Linked DNA regions of Mus musculus: region 1 is linked to region 2. Evidence: chromatin contacts called from public HiChIP or PLAC-seq data. All regions are on one chromosome and are shown on one strand. The core of a region is the stretch at or near the end of the contact, and the rest is flanking DNA. Distances in the headings are between cores, read along the strand shown.

Region 1 (6,109 bases), core at 441-2,940, 2.2 Mb after region 2:
CCGAAGACTGCCTACCAGGTAGGTGGGGGACCATGTGTCTTCTCTGTGGAGACCTTTCTGATTCTCTGTGTGCTATGAAGAGAGGCAGTAGACATCAACGGTGCCCATTTGGTTTGCTTTGGATGAGGACATGACCCCATCCGAAGCTGCGTTGATCTTGTGCATGTCTCAAGTTTCAATATCCTCACAGAACAAGAGGCACATTCTTGACCTGGGTCTGGAGCACACTGCGTGGGCACTGGAAACCTGCCTCCTTAGGCTGTGACAGCAGAGGAAGCTGGGGGAATGGGGGAACACCTCCTTGGCAGATGTTCACTGTGGCATCGGCTGCGGTTAAACAAGGCCAGCTGACCTCTGGCTCCTCCCGGATTTCCGGGCAGGTCTGAGTTCAAGAAGGAAAAACCTGAGGTTCCCTCCCCTCCCCTCCAATTAGGCATAAGACTGAACCACTTGAGGCTACCCACAGTCATCGGAAGCTGCAAATCTCATACTGAAGCTTCCTTCTGGATCAGAGTCTCTGTCAACTTTCAAAGTCCAGCAAAAATTTAGTGTCCAGGCCTCGGGCATCCAGACCCCACTGCTGGCTCCCTGAAAGGCACAGCTTCAAGGGGCAGCACAACTTAAGCCATGGGGGCGGAGCTCCAGAGCGGAGGGGCAGGGCCAGACAAGCTAGGGGCCTGTGCCGCGGGGCTGCTGCACAGGTCTCCAAGGGGCAGAACAGGTCTCCAAGTCCTAAATAGGCCTGCGGACATAACCTCAGGAAACTACAACTAACTAAGAAGGCTAGAGGTCTATCTAGAAACGAGGGTGGGAATTCGGGACAAGGCCGGCGCGACCTGGGGCCAGCCCAGGGGCCAGCCCGGAGGAGGTGAGGACAAAGCTGAGGATTGGACAGACGTGGGCAAGGCCTGTGTTGGGGGCGGGGAAGGACCAGGCCTGTGCGAAGGACTACGGAGCAGAGGCGGGGCCAGGGAGAAGGCGGGCCTACGGAGGCGTGGCGAAGGCAAAGAAGGAGGAGACGTGGGCGGAGCCAGCACCTGGAAGGGCGGGTTGTGGGCGTGGCCAGCAGGGTGGCAAGGAATACAGGGGCGGAGCCCGTGGGAAGGACTAGTAAAGGGGCGGGATCAGTTTGAGGACAGCTGAGGCTGTGCTCTTGTGAGGAGGACGAGCAAAGGGAGTCAACAAGAGAGTGTAGCTGAGGAGCAGGGTCACTGTGAGGGCGGGGCAGGGGCAGGGACAACGTGGGGAGGACAACTGATAGGCGGGATCAGGGTAATAAGGTTGCTGAGGGACAGGGTCGACGAAAGGAGGACGGCTGAGGAGCGGGGGTCAATGTGAGGAGGACGGCTGAGGGGCGGGGTCAACGCGAGGAGGGACGGCCGAAGGGCGGGACCAATGTGGGAAGAATCGGCTGAAGGGCGGGGTCAGCGCGAGGAGCACAGATGAGGGGTGGAGCCAGCGCGAGGACAGAAGGCCCGGCCCAGGCTGGGTGAGTACGCGGAAGTCGGTGCAAGCAGAGAAAAGACGAGCGCTAGTTTGGGGCGGGGCCAGTGGGAAGGACGGCCTGAGGGCGGGGTCAGCACGGGTGGGAAGGCGCTACCGCGGAGGACGGTCCGGGGCGTGGCGAGAGGCGGGGCCCGCCGCCAGCTACGCGAAGGCCCCGCCCGCCTGGCCAGCCTGCGGGGAGCGCCCTGGCGGCGGCCGCCGGTTCGCCGCTCGCGGCTCGCAGGTTCCATTGAGAAAAGCTGAGCGGCGGCGGCGGCGGCGTCTGCGCCGGAGCAGAGAAGCCGCCACCAGCCCGCCGCCCGCCGGGCAGTCCGCGCGCCCGAGCGCAGGGCCGTGGCCTCGGGCCTCCGCGGCGGCGCCGGCGGCCCACGCGCGGCGCGGCGGGCTGGGGGCGCGGGCCGAGGCAGCCGTGGAGCCCGCGGGCCGGGGGCATGAGCCGCCCCGCTACCCCGCCGCGCCCCTGCCGCCCGCCGCCGCCCGCCAGGGGCTAGAGGCGGCCGCCGCGAGGGCGCGCGGCGCCGGAGACATGTCCAGGAGGAAACAGAGCAATCCCCGGCAGATCAAGCGTGAGTCAAACTTTGCCCGTGGTGCCCGCCAGACCCCCGCTGGCGCCCCGCCGCCCCGCGCCGCCCCTGCGCGGCCGCCCAACCCCGCTGCGCCCGCGACCTTCACCCCGCGCCGCGCCCCCCGCGCCGAGTGCCAAGCGCGCCGTAATCTAATCTCTGCCGGCGGGCAGGGCCCCCGCGTCTCAGCATGGGCACCCAGGGGGTCCGGGCCCCAGAGAGGGTGGCGGGTCCCGAGAGCCGGAAGGAGAGTGTCTGGGGGCGCGGCTCCAGCAGAGCCGGGCCACCTCGCAGCCTGCACCTCCCCCGCATCCGAGATGGTGCGGCGATAGGGCGGCCCCGATCTGGGCTCAGATAAAGTTTAAAATATTCCATTCTGCAAGTCCCATCCTGATAAGATCGCTCTGTCGGGACGGGCTGAAATTGTGATCTTATCTGGCGTGCTTGACTCTCCCAGGCTTTGTATCTAGAGGCAGAAGGAGAAAGACCTGGGAGTAAGGGGGACTTGGGACTGCGGGGACCGGCCGGCGCCCACCGCAGCGCTTTGGCTGCAGAGCGACAAGGCAGCGGAATAGGTAGTGGAGGCTGCTCCAACCTAGGCATTTGGCACTGGCTGACCAAACCCCCTTTATCCGCTCCGGCTCTGGAGTTTTCGATCCGACCTCTGCCTGCTGGGGGACATGTGGAGATCCGACCCACCAACTGCCCCTAACAACGCTACACGAATGGATGCCCATGGGCACCGCTCTCTCCACCTCCATCCGAGGGGTTATCCTGAACCATCCAGGGACCTCAGGCACTCAAACGTTGTTCCCGAGTGAAGTTTCTCGCAGGTTCTCCCGTGGGCACTTTCCCGAGCAAGGCAGACCCTATAATCCTACATCATCCGTGCCCCCCTACAGTAAGACCCTCCTGGGCTCTTGGGGCTACCAGGTTGCGGGGCCTCTTGGCTGCTCTAGGAGCGAGTAAGCACACAGGAAGAGCTCCTCCCCACGCCACACCAATAATAACTTCGCGCCTCTCCCGGCAGGGCGCGGGGCTTCCTCCCCGGAGCTTCCCTTTGGCGAGAGCGACAGGTCATCTGGGCTGCCCAGGAGGTGACGGGAGGGGGGCTGGGCATCCGGCTTTCCAGCTCCAGACGCCTGAGCTACCTCCTCTGTCCACATCACACTGCCACCAGGACCAAGTGTGCATTTTAGCTTGTGAGAGTACCCCCTACTGAAGTGGGGGGGGACGGGGAGGAATCTGGGTTCTGGTAACCCGACTCCCCAAATGCGTGCTGGACCTGTTTTCCGAAAGTCTCCTTCTATCATGTCAGCTGAAGAATTAAAGCCACCCACAGGTCCCGATCTGTGCTGGTTCTCTGGTTTCTTTTTCCCCTCCTCGCCTGTGCGCCTCTGCTGGGTTCTGTTCTCGCGTGTATGTGTGTGTGCGTGAGCGTGAGCGTGTGCGTGTGTGTGTGTGTGTGTGTGTGTGTGTGTGTGTGTGTGTGTGTGTTTCAGTTTGATGAGAAATGCAGATAGCTAGGGCAGGGAGATCTCAGGTTGGGAACGGATCGCCAGCGCTGATAAGCCCGCAGGAGCCCAGCAGAGCCCAACCCACTTGGGTCAGCGAAACCCCATACTCTGAGATCTAGGACCGAGACTGTGCAGGAGAGCCCCTCCGATCCCCTCACAGTGCCCCACGACTCGAGCAGAAGAGGAGAGCAGGCCTGGGGGGGCGAGGGGCGGCTCAGAGCCCTCTGTGCAACTCGTGGCCCGGGCCCCTCCTCCCCTAGCAGATCTAAACGCGTTAAGATGCGAACGTTGATTGTCACCATGCGGAGGCGCCTGCCCGCCTGCTCTCTGCTCAAGGCCATGCGTGAGGCCCTCACAGCTGTTCGCCTGGTGCCTTGGCCTCACCTGTGGCGGGTCTCAGGGTGCGGAGGGGAAGCAGGCTGAGCTCTAGGGGCCGACGCCCTCCACGCCCCCACCAAAGCCGGGTTGCAGCTGCCCGCTTGCCTCTGTGCGCCTTTTGTTCTGCGCAAAGATAGATGTGCCGTGCTGATAAGGCTTGCAACCGATGGCAGCCGCGATAGCGTTTCCATTTATTAACTTCAAACGTGGGAGAGGGGGGAGGGCGAAGCAGGAGCGCGGCCTCAGCCAGCCAGATGGCTGACATGATAGGCCAGGCCCCTGGAGGGGGCTAGGGGCAGGGGACCCTCGGTGCCCCGGCCCACCAGCTTTTCTCCTGCCCAGTCGATGTAAGCTCTGATAAGTAGGGGCCTAAGCGTGGGCCAGTCCGCCCAATAGCGATTGCCAAGAGAGATAAGAGGCCTTATCTACGGCCACCAGGCCCCGCTGGGTTCGGGTTCGAGGCAACAGCAGTGTGGGGGCATCCGGCGGCAGCAGGGGGCCTGGGCAGCAAACGAGGGAACAACGTGGTGGGGTGGGGGGGAACGTCCATCTGGGACACTTTCCCCAAACATACTTAATTGGCAAGAAGTTGATCTTCCCCCTGAGGCTAGTGGTACAGTCCATCAAAATGAAAGAAAACTGACTTCGTGCTGCCTGAGAGGAGGGGAGAAAGTGAGCGGACACTCCACCCCTCATTCCAACTAGGTGGCACTCAGAGGCTTGGGGCGGTTTGTCACCTGCGAAGGGGGGTTTCCCCCAACCATGCTGGGTAGCTCTTGGTTCCTGGCAAGTCTTAGGTGTGACCCGTGTGGAGTTAGTGAAGAAAAACTCGAGGTGGTTTCCACCAACCTGGCTGCTTTTGGGAAGCCCAGGAGGTGCTCGGTGGGAAGAGATCTGTAGAGATCTGCCCCAGCAGACAAGCAGTAATTGAGAGCTTGTTGTGTGTTGTGTGCAGTGGGGGTGTTTATTGTGCCCCTGTTGTATGCAATTCTCTACTTATTAAGCACCTGCTGTATGCAAGCACTCACTCAGTTCTATCCACAGTGTGAGCAAATGAGCAGAGAGAGCCAGAAGGGACAGCAGGCCAGTCAGGGTCCCTCCTTAGGGCTAACTTCTAGGCTGCTGAGAAAAGGCCAGCTAACTGGTGCACTTCCACTGATAGTCACCAGGCCTCAGTTTTCTGCTTTGCAAAGTTGGGCTGTTGGAGATGGTGATGTGACGGGCTGCTGGTGAGAACCAAATCAGGAAGGGTCTGACATGCAGGGCTGGCCTCAGTTTCCCTCTTTGAAATAAGATCAGCTGAGATAAGCATTCCGGGCTACAGGAAGCCCCCAGGTCAGGCGGGAGTTAATGATCCCAGATGCTAAAAGATGTAGGTCACCAGACACAGGTTTGGAGGAAGAGTCTAGGACTCACGGCATCCCACCTGGTGCAACCGCCCTTGCCTCTGAGGAGATGTTTTCACACATTCTTACAGTTCAGTTAAGCAAATTAGTGGTAGCCACAGGATGACTAACTCATTCCAAGCCCAGAAGCCATCTGCCGCCTTCTAATACCTAACCCCCACCCACAGGGCCGGTGGTGCTGACAGCAGGGGACAGCCCCATTCCCAGGAGAGCTGGGGTGAGGTGCCAATAGCAGCCAGATGGTTTTTTAGCTGTATTTTATGGACAGTTTACAGAGAGGAGTCCCCACTCCCCTTTGTAAGTATAGGATGTCCTTGTGGTCAGGTCCCTTGAGGCTTTGCTGTGCCATGACACCTCCTGGAGCTTACTCTGTCTCCATGTCTTCCTTTCCTGACAGTGTCTGCCATCCAGAACTTAGAGAGTATGTGCAGGGACTAAGAACTGCCCCCCTCCAGCCTTGACCCCACTGTCCCAATCCCTTGTTATTAGCATTGGCCTGGTTCTTAATGTTATGGTCCTCTAGAGTACCGGAGCGCACGTGTGGTACTCTGTGCAGAGGGGCCTGAGGCAGGAGGCACCGTGGTGAACCCTCCCCTGACTCTGCAGCCCACATGAAGTCTCTCTCCAGTGCTCGTTGGGCCTTCTGGTCCCACCTGAGTAGATGGATATAGTACAGGCAGAGGCAGCAGTACCCATGGATACTGGTCATGGATAATAACCAGGTAACTACCCGGTACTA
Region 2 (6,048 bases), core at 2,152-4,651:
TGTTGGAGGAAGAGCATCTCTATGGGGGTGGATTTGAGGTTTCTGTGCTTAAGCTCTGCCCAGTATGGAATTCCAGTCTCCTCCTGGCTGCCTTCAGATCAAGATATAGACATCTTGGCAACTCCAGCACCAAGTCTGCTGCACACGGCCCTGCTTCCTACCACAACGATGATGGACTGAACCTCTGAAACTAAGTCAGTAAAATGCTGTTCTTTATAAGAGTTACCTTGGTCATTCTGTCTCTTCCCAGCAATAACTCCCTAAGCCCCGCTTATAGGGCACAAAAGACCCTAATAACCATCCTTTAAGGGAAAGAATCCTGGCAGACCCCACCTGTCAGTCAGAGTTCTCCAGGGGAGCAGAACAGAATATGGGCTACAGAGGAGGTGTATTAGATCGCCTTACGTGACAGGTGCTGGACAGCCTAACAGTGCCCATCTGTATGCTAGAGAGGCAGAGAACTTGGTGGCTGATTAGTCCTTGAGGTGACACTGAAGGCTGCTGGCCTGTAGTCCATGTTTGAAGGACGGAGAAGCTGGGTTCTGATGTCAGCAAAGGCTGGTGGCAGCAAGAGCACAGATGTGCTCACCAGCAAGGGGCAGAGGCTAAACCAACACCACTTCTCCCCCTGCATCTTATCCGCCCCCCCCCCCCCATAGAAGGTGCCACCAACCCTGGGAGGAGGGCTTTCCTCCTAAGTTAATCCTTTCTGGAAATAATACCCTTACACCAGATCAGAAGTTGGTCTCTTAGTTGATCCCCGATCCAAGCGAGCTGGCAGCCAAGGTTAGGCACCCTGCCTTTGTTTGGAGATGGCGTTCTCACCACAGCCCCTTATCTGCATATCCACAACAGGAAATAAAGTAAACTAGCCATCAAATAAAGCAAACAAGTTTTGACATTGTTGCAGGTTCTAGAGGGAGCCTCTTGTCTTCTCAATGGAAAGAATTCAGTCAAGAGACATGGACAGTTTAAGTAAAAATCTATTCAGCAAGTCAAAGCTATACTTCAGAGAAAGATTGGAGTGGGATGTCCAAGTGGGTCCACATTGTGGTTTTAAGGGAAGATCTTAGGATTATTTACTTTTTTTGTTTTTTTTTTGTTTTGTTTTGTTTTACAAGACAGGATTTCTCTGTGTAGCCGTGTATTTACTTATTTTTATTTGGTTTTGGTTTTTCTTTTCAAAGATTTATTTATTTATTTATTATATGAAAGTACACTGTAGCTGTCTTCAGACACTTTTCTTTTCAAAGATTTATTTATTTATTTATTTATTATATGAAAGTACACTGTAGCTGTCTTCAGACACTCCAGAAGAGGGTGCCGGATCTTGTTATAGGTGGTTGTGAGCCACCACGTGGTTGCTGGGATTTGAACTCAGGACCTTCGGAAGAGCAGTCAGTGCTCTTAACCACTGAGCCATCTCTCCAGCCCCCTGGTTTTGGTTTTTCAAGACAGGGTTTCCTTGTTTAGTATTGGCTGTCCTCAAACTTGACTCAAACTCACAGAGATCCACCTGCCCCTGCCTCCCAAGAGCAGAGATCAAAGGCGTGCACCACCTCTGCCGGGCCGATTTTATGATTATAAGGTATGATGTCTCTTTTCCATTCCCAAATCATGATTGGCCAAATCTCCCTTTTAGGATATACCCATGATCCTCTTGAAGAGCCCACAGAGAGGCACACCACCACAATATAAATGATAGCATGATAAAGTGGGGGTCTTCTGAAGATGCAGATCTTTGTTAATGCCCACATGTGGCAACTGGGAAAGCCCTATGGTACCTTAGTCTCTGACAAAATGGACAACCTATCTGCACATTCAAGGATGTTTACCTGCAGAGGAACATCTTGACCACCGGAGAACATAGCTACCAAGACACAGCCCAGCCTCCTCATTATCTAGCTCCTTGTGTCTCGTGTCTCAGCGCTTCATTTTCAGAGGGGCCACCGATATGATCTGAGTCATCCACCCTGAGTACTTCCTAGGTTGACACCAAGTTCACTTGTCTGTGGCTTGCAGAAGGTTCTTCCTCGTTTTTAAATGTCATGTCATCTGCCTCTGTCCAACTTCCTGAGGAGGTCAGAGGCCTATTAGAAGGCAGGGCAAATGCCACTAAATCTCATGAGGAGAAGTAGAGTTCCTCAATATGGAATGGGATCCCTTAGTGACTACATTTGTCTTCAGTGCTCCCCAACAGCTGTCTAGGTGAGGTCAGGGTTACAGAACTTGGTACCTAGTGCCATCTTCCTTCTCTGAAACAGGGGAGGGTTCCTTTAGCCCCGGCACTGTCCCCTCACATTCTACAACTTTTCTGAGCCTTATCTATAGTCTGTTGGACTCTGTTCAGAGCAGCTGTCCTTAGTGTCCACACAAGGATGAGGGCTAGCACCCACCCTTTCCCTCCAGAGCTGGCACCAAGTTCTCACACGCAGACGTCTAGGTGTGAGACCTTCTCCTGGGGTGGCCACGTGTCCCTAAACTTTCCAAGAACTTTAGCTCCCAGCCTTTCCTAAGGCTCTCTTAAACTTTCCCAAGAAGCCTTAGTTGGACAGATCTTCCCATCTGTTGTCAGCAAAGGGCAGGTGCTCGGTTACCACCATCTATATCATCTTCCTGATTGGCAGAACTCCAGCCCCCTGCCTAACCCTCAGGACTTCAGAAAAATCCCAGAAGTTCGGCCTTGGTTTTCTTTAGTTTTCCTTTTCCTCCCTGGTGCTGGGCATGGGAGTCAGGACCTTGACCACTCAGAGGCAGTGACCCGCCCCTGAGCTCCACCCCCCAGCCTCTTTGTTATTTCTTTATTGAAGAGATGTGGGAGAAGCTGAATGGCTGGACGTTGTGCTTACTCCTATTTATGAAAAGAGCCAAATCTACTGGCCTCTTAAAGACACGCCTTTCGGAAGACAAACGGGACTCAGCTGGCCACTCGCGCCTTCAAAGGCGTGTGGGTCCACGGGACCTACGCTGGGACTCTGCTACCCCAGGCCAGACCAGCCTCGAGGGTCACCTTCCTCTCCCAAACCACTTTTGCGCGCAAAAACGCCGCGACCTAGTCATCCTCTGCTGGAACTCTGTTCCTGAGCGAACCCGCGCGGCTGTCGGGAGGCGCAGGGACTAAGGGGCGCTCCCGCGCCTGCGTACAGGAGCTGAGCGAGGCCCGGCGCTCCCAGCAAAAGTGACAGCTCGCGAGTCACGTGGTGCTCTGGAGGCGTGGCTCCCGGCTTGCTCCAGAGAACTCGTACGTCACGCGGGGGAGGAGGGTGGGACTGGGCGTGGCGCCCCCTGTTGACTGACAACTCTCTCCGCGACACATCCAAAGGGCCCGACTGCTCGCGCGTCACGTGCACCTAAAGGGGCGGGGCGCTCCCGCTGACTGACAGCCCGCTCCGCCGCGCCTCAGAAGGACCCGGCACGGCTGGTCGCGCGGTGCATCCGCGGCAGCTGCAGACCCGACGGCGTCCTGCCCGCCCCCCTGCCCGGTCCCGCGGGCCGCCGCGGCGAGAGGGCCTCGGGCTGCGGTGCTGCGCTCGCGAGGGGCTGTGCGGCGTGGCTGCGCCGGGACCGGTGAGGAGGGGTCGCTGGCGGCGTGGGCGGGTCGGCTGGACGGCCGGTGCGGCGGGCAGGGCTGTCATTCTGCTGGTCTCAGTGGAGGGCCGCGAGCTGCTCAGAGGCCACGACCGCGCCGGAGCGGGCTGGGAAGGCTCGGACCCCGAGGCCGCTTCTAGGATTTGGGAAGACTCGGACCCAGTCATGCACGGGTCTGCGCTCGCCCGGAGTTGCAGGGTTGATGAGACGTGGGAAGGTGACAAGGGGAGGAGGAAGCAGGCTCGGCGGTCCAGTCCAGTGCCGCACACGGGTGCGACCTACGGAGTGAGCGGGAGCGCGGCTCTGCCGGCGCAGGTGCGCTGGCACGGGCTGGGCCCCCGACGTGGAGCTGTCCCGGTGGTGAGTCAGAGGTAGAGGTGAGCTGGCAGCTGGCAGGCCGGGCTACCCTCGCCCCAGCTGGGATCCAGCCTGTAACCCGATGCTGAGGTTCTGATTCATTCCCTTCGATCTGCCTCCCTCCCAAATCCTGAAAGCAGGACAGCGACACAGCATGAACCCCAAGACAGGGCAAAGAGGCTCGGGCATTAGTGAGCCGCATCCCTTCCCTCTTTTCCACACTGTGGTCAGAAGTAGGGATGTTTAGGCCTTTGAGGACCAAGATGGCAGATAAGCTGTTTTGACGGGCTCCGTGGAAAAAGTTGACACCTGGGATTTTCTTTTCCCCTCAAACACTGGTGATTTCTGGTTGGTGATGATGAGCTAGCTCAGTCTCTGTTGCAATCCAGAAGTTTCTTGGGATGGTTGTCTTTTGGATGGTCTGTGTCAGCTCATGTGGAGTGGACTCCTATCTCTTGAGAATGTCACAAGTATACGCGCATCACAAATCTTAAAGAAATTGAAGTGAGTTATCTCCGCAGATGCTAAATGCATTCTATCTTCATGGCAATGTTTGTTTCTTCCAAGGTAAGTGGTTTTAGAATAACCCCAAATGGCGCTGAGGGAGCTTCTCTGAGGACAGCCTCCCAACCCCCTGCGCCCCTAGAGAGCTATTGAGTGGGCAAGTCATGTGAATACCCCGGCTTTCTTTCCTTTTCTCCCTTCTTCGTCTTCCTTTCACAAGCGGAAAGTCATCGAGTTAAAAGGAAACGTCAAGGGGCTGAAGAGACGGTTCAGCCAGCCCTTGAGAGCATATTCTGATCTTTGAGAGCTCCAGAGTTCAGTTCCCAGCACCCACCTCAGGGGGCTCCCAGCCACCTGTAACCCTAGCCTCACAGAATCTGATGCTCTTTTCTCGCCTCCTCAAGCCCCTAGTCACACGCATACAAAAAAGTTAAACAATAAAAACAACTAAAAAATGAAATTTCAAAAGCCAGATGCAATGGTATAGACTTGTACTTACTATTAGTACTCCAGAAGCGGAGAAAAGAGTGTCATGGGTTCAAGGTCACCCTGGGCGGTATAACAAGACCACGTCTAAAGAGAGGAATGGAAAGCTGAATGACACCCCACTTCAGGATGACAATAGGAGAATGACTTCTCCTGTCACTCGGTTCTCTTGCTTTGGTAGCTTCCAGAGTACTTTCAACAGGATCTCCTTGTTCATCTCCACCATTAATTTGGGAGTGGCAAGTATCATTCCTCCTGTGACACAGATGAAGAAACCAAGCCTCGCTTGTCCAGGGCCACTTAACTGTTGGAGGCAAAGAAAGCTCCACAATACCTTTGTTGCTAAAAGTGCTGGGTATAGTAGCTCATCACCCAAGAGGACGTGAGATGGGCATGAGCAGCTACGCTTCCTGTTGGGCTGGAGGGCTGAGTGGAGTCTCCTTCTCTGCTCTCCTTGCCTCACTGACAGTCAGCAGGGCTGGCCAACCAGCATCACTATACTGTTACCTCTCCCTATACCCTCTGTGGCAACGCAGATTTGTTTCTAGGCTTTGAGAAAGCCAGTAGGAAGTGCATTGCAGAGTATCTTTGCTCAAGTGCTTAGTTTCCAAACAGGTCAGGTGTCCTCAACTGTGAAGCAAGACAGCATGGCCGGTCCAGGGAGACCTGCCCCAATGATTTTCTTTTCCATCTCCCGACCAGAGAGAAGCACGGTGAAATCCATGGAGCTGCTGCTGGCTCTGCTGCGTTCACCTAGATTTGGGATGTGGCATTGTTTGAGGTTTTGTGGCATTTTTTTTTCTATTTTTAGCATACACAGCTGCTCTTGTTAGGGAAGAACAAGCTTTTTATCCCATTCTCTAAATCTGGGCAGCACCACAGAACTGCAGGGGGTTACTTTATGGCTGTCTCTGCAGGTCAGTGGTTCAGGCCAGACCAAAAGCTAAAACAGTCGTGGGTACATGTATCAAAGCCAAGGTCCGACCTGAAAGGTTTCCTTTACTCCGTGCCTCCAGGGACTTTGTTCTTTTCTGGATAGCACATTTAATGAAGGTCACAGGAAGCCATCCAGAGAACTCATTGTAAGTTGCTACAGAGGTGCAGGTAAGCCAG

What was found. HiChIP or PLAC-seq counts read pairs in DNA pulled down with a chosen protein or histone mark.
Region 1: a contact with region 2 is called in an H3K27ac HiChIP or PLAC-seq map of thymic regulatory T cells, with 9 times the contacts expected there. The contact joins the promoter of Zfpm1 here to the promoter of 6430548M08Rik in region 2. A contact is called at or near these places in 1 of 484 Hi-C or Micro-C datasets (B cells) and 1 of 115 datasets of contacts at active chromatin or transcription factors (thymic regulatory T cells).

The regions. Positions count from the first base shown.
Region 1 is chr8:122,280,451-122,286,559 of GRCm38.p6, forward strand. Zfpm1 (zinc finger protein, multitype 1) reads left to right here and starts at 1,691. Exons shown (of 10, transcript NM_009569.4): 1 at 1,691-2,072. The coding sequence starts at 2,033. Gm39269 (a long non-coding RNA gene) reads right to left here and starts at 4,724. Exons shown (of 3, transcript XR_879285.3): 1 at 3,971-4,724. RefSeq lists enhancers at 2,305-2,548, 3,913-4,557.
Region 2 is chr8:120,110,751-120,116,798 of GRCm38.p6, forward strand. It overlaps 6430548M08Rik (RIKEN cDNA 6430548M08 gene), which reads left to right and starts at 3,402. Exons shown (of 13, transcript NM_172286.4): 1 at 3,402-3,567.